2 separate regions of the Rattus norvegicus genome follow, and region 1 is linked to region 2. Evidence: chromatin contacts called from public Hi-C data. All regions are on one chromosome and are shown on one strand. The core of a region is the stretch at or near the end of the contact, and the rest is flanking DNA. Distances in the headings are between cores, read along the strand shown.

Evidence for each region. A called contact is a pair of places that touch in the nucleus more often than the background predicts.
Region 1: a contact with region 2 is called in a Hi-C map of prefrontal cortex, with 2.8 times the contacts expected there. The contact joins two enhancer-like sites. A contact is called at or near these places in 4 of 12 Hi-C or Micro-C datasets (the A7r5 cell line, Schwann cells, frontal cortex and 1 more) and 1 of 1 datasets of contacts at active chromatin or transcription factors (oligodendrocytes).

The regions. Positions count from the first base shown.
Region 1 is chr17:50,762,709-50,767,840 of GRCr8, forward strand. All of the region lies in intron 25 of Vps41 (VPS41 subunit of HOPS complex), which reads right to left. Among named protein-coding and RNA genes, the nearest start is that of Amph, 87 kb to the left of the region's middle. Within about 2 kb of position 2,878, at least 17 of the 93 cell types and tissues checked have an H3K27ac peak or open chromatin away from gene starts, as enhancers often do. A contact at or near this core is called in prefrontal cortex, where this site is marked.
Region 2 is chr17:50,484,302-50,489,684 of GRCr8, forward strand. Amph (amphiphysin) reads right to left here. Exons shown (of 21, transcript NM_022217.2): 8 at 5,096-5,171; 9 at 4,435-4,517; 10 at 2,157-2,295; 11 at 873-1,001. Among named protein-coding and RNA genes, the nearest start is that of Amph, 190 kb to the right of the region's middle. Within about 2 kb of position 3,045, at least 28 of the 93 cell types and tissues checked have an H3K27ac peak or open chromatin away from gene starts, as enhancers often do. A contact at or near this core is called in prefrontal cortex, where this site is marked.

The sequences.
Region 1 (5,132 bases), core at 1,628-4,127, 280 kb after region 2:
TCTTTTGCCCACCAAACACTGTCAAGTAAGCCAGCATTATTCCTCGAAATTTACCTGTTTTTATGAGTACACTGTGACATTGGTCAAAATCAAATACAAATTCCAAAGTCTTGAAAAGACTAAAATTCCTTTGTATCTCACAGGCTTCTGTACTTTGCATGTTGTTGCCATAGAGGACCACGGTTGTTTCCTGGCACTTTGGTTTTTGAATGACTCAGAGTCTAACCTTCAGATCTTTGCACAGGATGGAAGACTTGTCATTTCAAAACCATCTAGTTATTTAATAAACCCATCTATTCTCCGGCAAATGTTGGGTTCCTAATGAGCAAGGTAGTAGGTACGGAAGAGAAATGTGCAGAGAAGCCTGAGACTACCTGTGACTGTAGGTCACTGACGTTTGTGGGTGCCCCTTGGTTTCCTTCACACTGATGTGACTCAGTTCAAAACCTAGACATGCAATTTTCTTCCACAGTATAAAATGGCATCACTGGGAATGGGTGCAAGCAACCATGGGTCTCCATGGCAACCACACACAATGACCTGTGTTCCCCTGCAAACAATAAAAATATCAGCTCTGGGTGACTCCAGCTGGAGGCTACCCCCAGTCAGCTCTGGGTGACTCCAGCTAGGGGCTGCCTCTAGTTACATGACAGGACACATTTGGGACCCAAACTGATGATTATAGCTCCATATCTATGGCTCTTAGTGTTTGTAAGAAGCAAGGCTTCCTGATTTTAATTTTTTTTTCTTTCTTTTTTTCAGAGCTGGGGACCAAACCCAGGGTCTTGCGCTTGGTAGGCAAGCACTCTACCACTGAGCTAAATCCCCAACCCCTGATTTTAATCTTCTTACATCTACTTTGATACTACTTTTGGAGGGGATCTCCCCCATTTTCATCCTTTTTATGAAAATGTGTCTTACTCTACAGAGAGAGATCCTCCTGGCCCAACCCCCACAAATGCTAGGTTTATAGATGTGCTTAAATTTTACTGCCCTGTCAGGTTCTACTAAAAATGTAACTTTATTTTTGTTTTCTTTAAAAAAGATGTTAAGGTTTTTTTATCAGAAGTCATTACAGTACAGAGAAAGAAGGGGAAAAACAATCTTCCAAGAAAGCTGTCTATAAAATATCGATGCTGACGACTTTCAGAAATCGGTCATTTAATCCATGAGGCTGCTAGCCTCCAACATAAAGTAATTAGCTCAGTTCAGCTCCTCTGGTGTGGGCTCTGGAAGCACTGGGACACTGTCCAGGACACAATGCCTGGGCAGTGACAGATTGAGGGCACAGCCTGTGGAACAAACACGGGCCACAGGTTGCAAAGAAAATAGAACAACCTAAGACAACGTGCTTTCTAAGCAGGTACAACCTACCAGCTCACAGACAGTATGTGCTAGAAACATTGTCAGTTGTCCAGAGTCAAGAACCAATGAGAAGGAAAAGTATGGTGATACTTTTTGCCTAATTTGATCAAAATCCAAGGCTCTACACCAAAAAAAGAAAAAAAGAGGAAAAGGAAACTGACAAGACTTAGGAGGCAGTAATGAGAAGGGGAGAGCGAGTCCCTTGACGACAGCCTTTGACTCAGCTTCGGCATTAGTCTCAGGCAAGCAGGAGCTAGTGCCATGAGACTTCAGTACTTCAGTGTGTCAGTCTCTTTTCAGGGCTAGTTTCCCTCTAACATCACTTTCAGAAACAAAAATCAGTTTCAACTGTTAAATAGGAGAAAGAGATGAGGTACATGGTTCATGTATGGAACAGACACAGAGATGGACTTCATTTAGGAAAAGAGCACTGTGACCACAGGAGCTATGATCGGAAGAGTATGAGAATGGGTCACTTCATTCTATCAGGGACAACAACATGAGTTGAAGATCAAGGGGGAGGAGTGGCTTCCCTTTAGTCATGGGATGGGATTGGGGAGAACCATGAAAAATCCCCAAACAAAGGAAAATGTCAGACTCTTGTTTCCTTTAGGGAGGTGGTAGAAGTTCTTCACTATATGATTTGGTCTGGACTGGCTGCCGTGACAGGGACATGAAGAGTCAGGTACCAAGACAGAACAGCAGATTAGGGGCTGTAAAAGCACAGTACAGTAGCTTTGGGACACCAAAGGCAGTTCGCAGGCTGTGGGGTCTGGCCTTTCAGAGTAATGAGTGCATTAAAGGGACAGGCTTATGAGCTCACTGAGACATCTTTGTGTCCATGAGATCTCACCATCTGGCCAATAAGAATTGCCTCATTATCGATCCAGCTTATCAACACTTCTGGTATAAGAATTCTGTCCAAGATAAACTCCTTCCCTCAACCTCATAACACCACTTCTATCTCAAAAATATTGATTGACATTGCTCAGAAGGAACAATATTACCTTTTTAGAAATTCTTCTTCCTCATGGAAGGTCCTTCTACTCTCCCCAGACTATCCACATTTAAAGACTAACTTCTTCCTTCATCCTTTCAACCACCCTTGTTCCTTCTCCACTTTCCCATTGTCCTTTGTTTAAAGAAACGAGCTACAACTACAATCAATGGTGCACATTTTATGGGAAAGGTGAATGAGTTATGGCATTGACAACTGACAAGAGACTTAAATTTCCTCTGTATTTTCTTCCTGATTCCTCTATAGCACATCACCATGGATAATAATCCCAAGTAAATGGAAAATTCTAGTCTCACATATATTTCACAAAGCAATAAAGAACCACATATCAGAGAAATCATTATGGTTCCATAGAAACAGCTGCTGTGGGGGCTGTGCTAGAAAAACTGTCAAGTTACTGCAGTTTTTATTTGAAAAGACTCTCAGTACTGGGGTTTTGCTGGCCTTGCCTTATTCACTTTGCATTGCTTGTCCTTCAAATGCAACTGGCTGCCAGCACCTAGCTTCCCAGCCCACGGTTTCCTCACTTGCAGCCTGGCTATGGCCACTGGTGTTGCGGGGCTTCAATTCTGCTTGGGCAGTTTTCTTTGCTCTTGTCTGATGATTACCAAAGATGACTAAGCCCAGGTAGGAAAAGAATGAGAAAGCTAAACTCAAAGGCTTGCTTTTCAGTTTGCAAAAACCTAACTATCATAACTGTATTTAATTCCTAACAGCACAAAGTATTTAACAACTAAATGGATCAAGGAAGCAACGGGTTGGCACAGGGCGCCTGCACCACTTAAATGTGATGATAAGATCCAACTGAAATAATTTGTAAAGAAAAAAATCCATTTGGTTTTAAAAGCTTATTTTAGGAATTTGAGAGTTTAAAAACAATCTCAGGAAAAATACAGAGGTTAAATAATAAAAGTAAAAAATAAATTTTCACCCCCTACAAAAAAAGACCAACAAGAAAGTTGTTGATTTCTGTAAGTTGACTTATGTTTTCAATTTTAAGTAGGAAACTATGGGGGAGCTAGAGCAACTGTTTAGTACAGGAAAATATCTTTGCAGACCTGGAAAGGACTGAGTGCCCTGTGGGGAAGAGAACTTTCCCCACATCACTTGTTGACCTGCACAGGCTCAGGCCTCTGCTTACAACAGGGACTCAGAGGTGCAGTGGAGGGCGGAGTCCCTGCTCCTCCTGCCTCTTTAGGAACAAGTTCAGACTGGCTGGCTGCCTTTCTCCAGAGGTGTAACCATAAGGGAAAAGCAAGGAAGTAGTCCTCTTGGCAGAACTTTTAGGATTATGCGTCAGAGCTGATACAGTTCTGGATGAAAATGGCATTTCCTCTGAGGGCCTGAGTTTAAAACTAGTTCAGGGGTTTATGGATGGGAAACTGGGAAAGAGGATAACATTTGAAATGTAAATAAAAAATATCCGATAAAAAATAACTGGTTCAGTATCTTCCTATATGAATATGTCATTAACTTTCTGGAACTTCACCCTTCTACTCCAAGCAATGGGGCTAATGCTAACTATAGACCCATTATGGATCGAAAATGTCTGTCAGAGAAGGTGGTTAGTGACAAAGTGCTGATTTCCATTTCCCTAACTTCCTCAGTATCTGAGGGAGTGAACATGCTCAATCCTGTTCCCTTTCAGAGCTGTCATGATACAAAGTATGAAATGGTCACATGGCAAAGCTATTTAAGTTTCCTATAACTACTCCCTTCTCTTTCAGTTAACTGCTGGCTGTCACAGTGCCCCTCTCCCCTTAAAGAACCCTAGGTCCTCAATGCATAGTCTGTGTGAGAAGGACAGTGAGAGTGCATGGCAGCACGCCTGTGACCGAGGCCCCTGGACCTTTGTCTGAAGGCTCTCCATATCGTGCTTTATGTCAGCCATAGGAGTCCTGGAGATTCACAGGTCTGTAACATCACCCTCAAATTTGAGGGATTCGTGGCCTTGCACTCTTATTATAAATGAGAACATAAATTATAGCTTTATGAAACAAACAAAGATCAATACAATGAAAGAAAAGTATGTCTTCAGAAGCCTTCTGGGAACAGCAAAAGGCTCCAGAGACCAGAGATATTTTTAAATAATCACTTGATAGGTTGCTAGGTCGCTTAGACAAGGAGATAAATAAATGGCCACTAATGAAAATTAATAGTCAATGCGTGCGCGCACGTACACACACACACACACACACACACACACAGAGAGAGAGAGAGAGAGAGAGAGAGAGAGAGAGAGAGAGAGAGAGAGAGAGAGAGAGGGAGAGAGACAGCCAGACAGCCAGACAGATTTTCTTGTCACCTTCCTCCGAGGCCTCCGAGCCCCAGTGGGGCAGGGCAGCACTCGTGTGGTGGTTTCCCTGGGTCTGCTCTCTCCTCTCCCACCCTTCCTCTTCCTCTTAGTTGTAGTTTCTCTACCCAGAGATTGATGGGTAACAATGGCTTTCTAGACTCATTGATCAAAAAATTTTGGGTCTCAGTAAAGCTCTCAATACATTTATAATTAAGAAGATACTGGTTTACCAGCTATTTTTGAGTACCATTTTTATGTTAAACATTTGTTTTGTATCTAATGCTCTGTATTTCAGCTGGCTCAGTACTATGCAAATTCTATAGAAAGTGAGTGAATAGTGAGACTGCAGCAGTGTGTGTGAGCTTCAAGACAAGAGCACAGTGAGGGATGTGCCAGCTGCCTTTGCTGGCATCAGCAGCATGGGGACTTGGCAACAGAAGCATGGTTTTACCC
Region 2 (5,383 bases), core at 1,795-4,294:
CTCCTGGCATCTGTAATTTTCAAAAGTACCTTGATTCTCCCTCTCCCCACCATGAGGGTCCTTGTAACTGAGCCAGAAAACTTGAAATAAAAACACTTAAAAAGAAAGAACACTTCTGGACCTCATCTTTACTTCGGAACTACTCTGTGTGCCACTTAAGTAGTCTCATCTCCTAGGCAGGGTGTCCTCAGCTAAGTACACAGGCTTCTAGAGGTCTAAAGTTCCCACTTAGGATTAACTGAGAGGATGCTATTGGTGGACACAGGTTAAAGCAACTGAACAAGGACAAGCCATCCTAAAATATCCTCAGTGCAAATGTTAATGTAGAAATAAAACTAGGAAATGACTCTGGCTAGTAGAAAAGGTGCAGGCTGATAAAATCTGGAAATTGAAATTTAGTCAAGAGTCAGGGGTTAGTATATCCAGTTGGTATGATAGTAATGTCCAGTGCTTTAGTTACGATAATATTGTGACATAAAAATGACCAATGAACTGAAGTTACTACATTAAGACTGCATAACCACACAACTTGAATTTTAAAATGTGAAACTGACAAATCCTCAAGGACGTGGTAGAAAAATTGAAAGAAAATAGGCCAGAGTGCATGCAAGGTTTTGTCACAGTGGTAGGATGACAGCAACTCTTCTTCATTGTATATTTTTCAACATACTTTCACATATATGTATATATATTCAATAAATATTAGAATTTTCAAATCCTATACACCTTACATTTAATAATCATTTGATTACAAAGCAATGAAACAAGCACAAGTAATAAAATTTTATTAATGGCTCTGATATCTACAGCTGACCTGAGAGTCCTGTCCACCATGGCACTTTGATGGTCATTCAGCTGTCCTGAGCACTCACCTGGGAAGGTGTTGTCACATTGATTTCTGGTACAAAGTTGTCCTCAAAGAAATTGATGATGTTCTCCTGCTGTAGTTCCTTTGTTGGGGTGACTTTAGGCAGAGGTGGGACAGGAGGCCCTTTCCTTGTCTGGGAAGCATTAAATACAAACATAGTAGCCTTTGAGGAAGTGTCAGATGAGCACAGCTATGCAAACAGACATCTAACTGAAACTAATCTATACAAAGGTGTAAGCCTACTCGATTCAAGTCAAGAATGCTGTCCCCTTGGGTGCCTCTCCAAACACTGACAGGCACTGGTCTAATTGGAAGAAGTCAGGTCACTTGATGAGAGTCCATACATCTTAATTTAAGCAACGCCCCAAACTGCAAGACCTATGATCTCACCCGGAAGCCATTCTTTCTCTCAGCTCATCTACCATTGATTTCTCTCATAAGAAAACAAATGGAATTTCAAAACAAAAATCAAGCCAGATGGGTTTTTTGTTTTGTTTTGTTTTGTTTTCTTCTTCATTTGTTTTCCCCAAATGAGTCAATGAGGTCAACAAAAGACAGTTCCCACTTCTCTTTCCACTCAGGAATTTTAAACATTAGAATCTACTACACTTATCTTCTTACAATGTTGCAGCTTCAGCCATATTCATAAAGCTTATACTGGACCATGAATGTTAAATGTAGCTACAGAAATATTATGTTCACACAATGCAGGGAAATCAAGAGTGGTGGGATCTTCTCTTTAGTTCATTTTGCCTGGTCATTACTTGGCTTTCACTGAGTGGCCACTCATGTGTAACACAATTTGGGGGATGAGATGTCTCCCAATACCCCAGTTCCAGGTGGTCATTGACTCCAATGGAGCACTGAAAAGAAGATTCAGTTCAGGAGGAATGTAGAATGAATGGAGTTTTGTAGATAGGGTTTTTCCTTTTCAAAGCTAATAGCTGCTCAGAGCATGGGCCAACCCAGCAAGTACTCCATCACTGAACAGACTCCTTCAGCCTCTGAATGGCAGGAGTCCAGGAACAAGTGAAGGTAAAGATGAGTATAGTCCAGGCCAAGAAGGTGGGGATGGGGCTAGAACACCCAAAAGAATAAAAAAACTGAGAATAAGAGGAAACACAAAAATCAAATAAAAAAAGCAGACAATGGCAATAATAATATCACTGTATCATGCCTTAGTCTTGTCATAGAAACTTTCTATAATGCTTATAATGCTTAACAAGAGAATCCCAAAGAAAGTCACTTCCCCATGAATTCTTCCATGGCCCTGATGCACACATCATACCTGTGAAGGTGATCTGGGTCGCACTGGGGCAGGAGATGCAGGTGCTAATGTGTGGTTGGGACTAGCCGTTGGGCTGGGGAGGGGTGAAGCCTCCTCTGGGGGTGATGGTGTCTTTGCAATGCGAAGAGGACCCGAATCACTGGATAGACACAGAGGGTTGAGCAAGAAGCCTTCTGAGAAGCAGGATTCTTAAAACCCAATATTCTTTACCCAAGAGAAATCCTGAAGCTTAATGTCACTGTTATTTCATCCCCCACTTCCAGGTTATTTCTAGCTGTTAGAAGTAGTAATGGATGTTGGAAACTGTCACTATTGATTGCTCCCTGTGAACCACGGTCAACCATGCTTGGTTTTAGATATGTAAATAATGAGGTGTAAATAGGTTAAAAACAAAGAAAAACTGCAGTGCTTTACGACAGTTGCATTTATATCTTAGTATAAAATCTTGTTCTCGCCACATGCCAAATCAGCTCCACATCCCAACATAAGGCATAGTAAGAAAACCAGCTTCACTTCTGCTCTACAACAGAGTCATGTCACCCCACAATCATAGATAGTTACCCAGAAAGCTGTGACTTTTAATTTCAAAGGCAACTTGGGAGAGAGTTCATAAATCTTTTTCAGGAGTGCCTTTTGAATTATGTTTAGAGAGTTACAAAATACTTCTTTGTGTACTTTATGAAACAATGACTAACTCAGACACCTTCAGGGCACCAGCAGACCACATGACAGGTGAGATTCTACAACTTCCTAAGAAGCCATCATGTTCTAGGCACCTTGCCAGATGCTTGGGAACAGCTTAACATGATGACTCAGATGGCACATCCTACTCTCTAAGAACATCTAAAGACAACAGCAGACGGAGCAGAGTCTGTGACCTAAATAAGAGTACAGACGCAGCAGCATGATCTACACATTCAGGAGCTAAGGGAGCCACATTCTTTTAAAGACACTCTACATGATTGCGGCTCTTAGCCAGCAATCATGACCTCTGACTAGAAACAGCCCAATCTATACTCTATTCTAAAGACTGCCTTCAGAGCTAACTCACCACCTCGCTCTGCAGAGAATGTTTTTGAAAAGGAATAAAAATAAGAGACACTTGTCAAGTGGCTGTAACCCGACTTCTTGCTTTAACTGATAATGAAACTGTTATTTGCAAATGCTTCTGTTGACTTCATTTCCATGTCAAGCCACTCTTAACATGCCTTAGTTTCATAACATCCAAAAGGTAATTTGAATATTCTTATTATTCTCTTATTCTTAGCTCAACAATGTAAAAAAACAATGTTGGAGCCTTAATTCTCTTCTTTTCTTAGATTACTTTAGGTCACACCTTTCCCCTGGAGAGAAAAGACACTCTGGCTTCCCTGGCAGCTATAGCAGAGGCTGTAGTTATAGGTAGGTACTCTAAAGAGAAGTCCATGATCAAAACAGTCATCATCAGACGCTAACATGGAGAAAGGTTGGAAACTGCATATGTCAATGGATGAGTCTGTACATACATTCCTATAAGTGTTTATAATGATTGGCATTAAAAACTACAAGTATAGAGTCTCAGAACTGACCATCACCTTAGGAATAATTTTATTCCATTGGACCCTACTTTTTCTATAGATATTTAAACGGGTTCTTTAATTCCAAAGGTTATTGGACTTGAATAAGAAAAACAAAGCAAATTGACCTTAAAGGTATGTAACTGAAACCTGGGGCTTCTGACTGCTCAAGGTTTGTTAGGTAAGATAAAATCATTGGAGAAAGTAAGCATGCAGTCAAACCAAGGTATACAGCTCAGCTGTGCCACTGGGCCCTCAGTCTCTGACTGGCCCATTCATAACAACATGCCATGGAACACTAACAAAGCCATGTTGCAGGGCAAATGGCAAAGCAGAGGTAGAGAGAGGGTGGGCGGCGAGATCTCTTCCACTCTTTTCCTTTCTTTAGTAGTGAACAATGAGCACAAAGCTGGAGGGGTTTTCTCTATTGCAGATGAAGTAACAAGGAGAAATGATGACTATCCCAACTGTTGCTCTCTGGTTCCATGTTCATCAGAAGCAGCTACTCACTTCTGCTGTGACCAGTAGCATCTTGATGTGAATGAAGGCAAGAAGTAAATGTAAGAGCCAAAAACCCAAGTTTGGGATCACTGTCTAGGTGGAAGGGCTCCTTTTAGATTTTTATAAGGTGACTAGAATAGTACAATGTGGTCTCCAGGCTCTAGAACGTTCAATACATAGGATATCACTTGCACATGCAGCTCAGAGGACCAGTGGCGTACCTGGGAGCTCCTTGAATGCTGAAGGCCTTGTCAGCGTGCTGATCACCAAGTTTCGTCATCACTTCATAAAGCTTGTGGCAAAGCTAAGAAGACAGAAGCCTGTTAAACACAGGATATTCTGGTGGCCACCCATGTTTTCCTCCCCATGAATGAACTTGTTTAGTGAGAAGCTACAACTCTTCTGGGAATTAGATTGGTCTTGAAATTCCACATACCACATTTAAAATCTACACCTAAGTTGAAATAACTTTATACAGTGAAAAGAATGTGCTACTTGCTGGATCAATCAGACATGTATTCAATAGGACATGAAGCAGAAATGATAAGGTGATTATCTTAAATCTATTAACAAATAGTCCTATGACTGTCCTGGTGAACTAAGGTAATAGAGAACACCATTACTGCTGCTTATCTAAATAATTTGAGACCAGGTTTATATATATACTAATTTAGAACATCATTTAAAATTCCAACTTTTCAGCTAACAGAGGAGGAAATAAAATAGTGGGGCTGTAATAAAATCTTCAAAACCAGTGCAAATAGTTCAGAGAGTAGTAACACAGTATCGCTACAACATCCGTGTAAGGGTAAGGCTAGTTGGCAATTCTATGCAATGCCCTTTGCATTACTTTCCATAAGAGCAACAGTCACCATTACTCACCACTGCGATTTCCTTGTGAAACTTGGCCTCAAGGCTAGAGACGTTTTTGAAAGTATTGACATAAAACCCAACTCGTCTACCAAGGGGAAACAAATAAAAGAGGGAGCTGTTAGCAAAAGTAGCTTTTAATGGCCCTGAACCAAATTAAGACTATGTTCCTAATATAAAACTTTGAAAAATATTGAATTCAACAGCATCCTAGAGTAAACCTGACTTTTCTCCACTGGTCAGCACACGAGCTGCTCATTGGCAACATCTCAAACACATTTATAAGGGGAAGCTATGGGA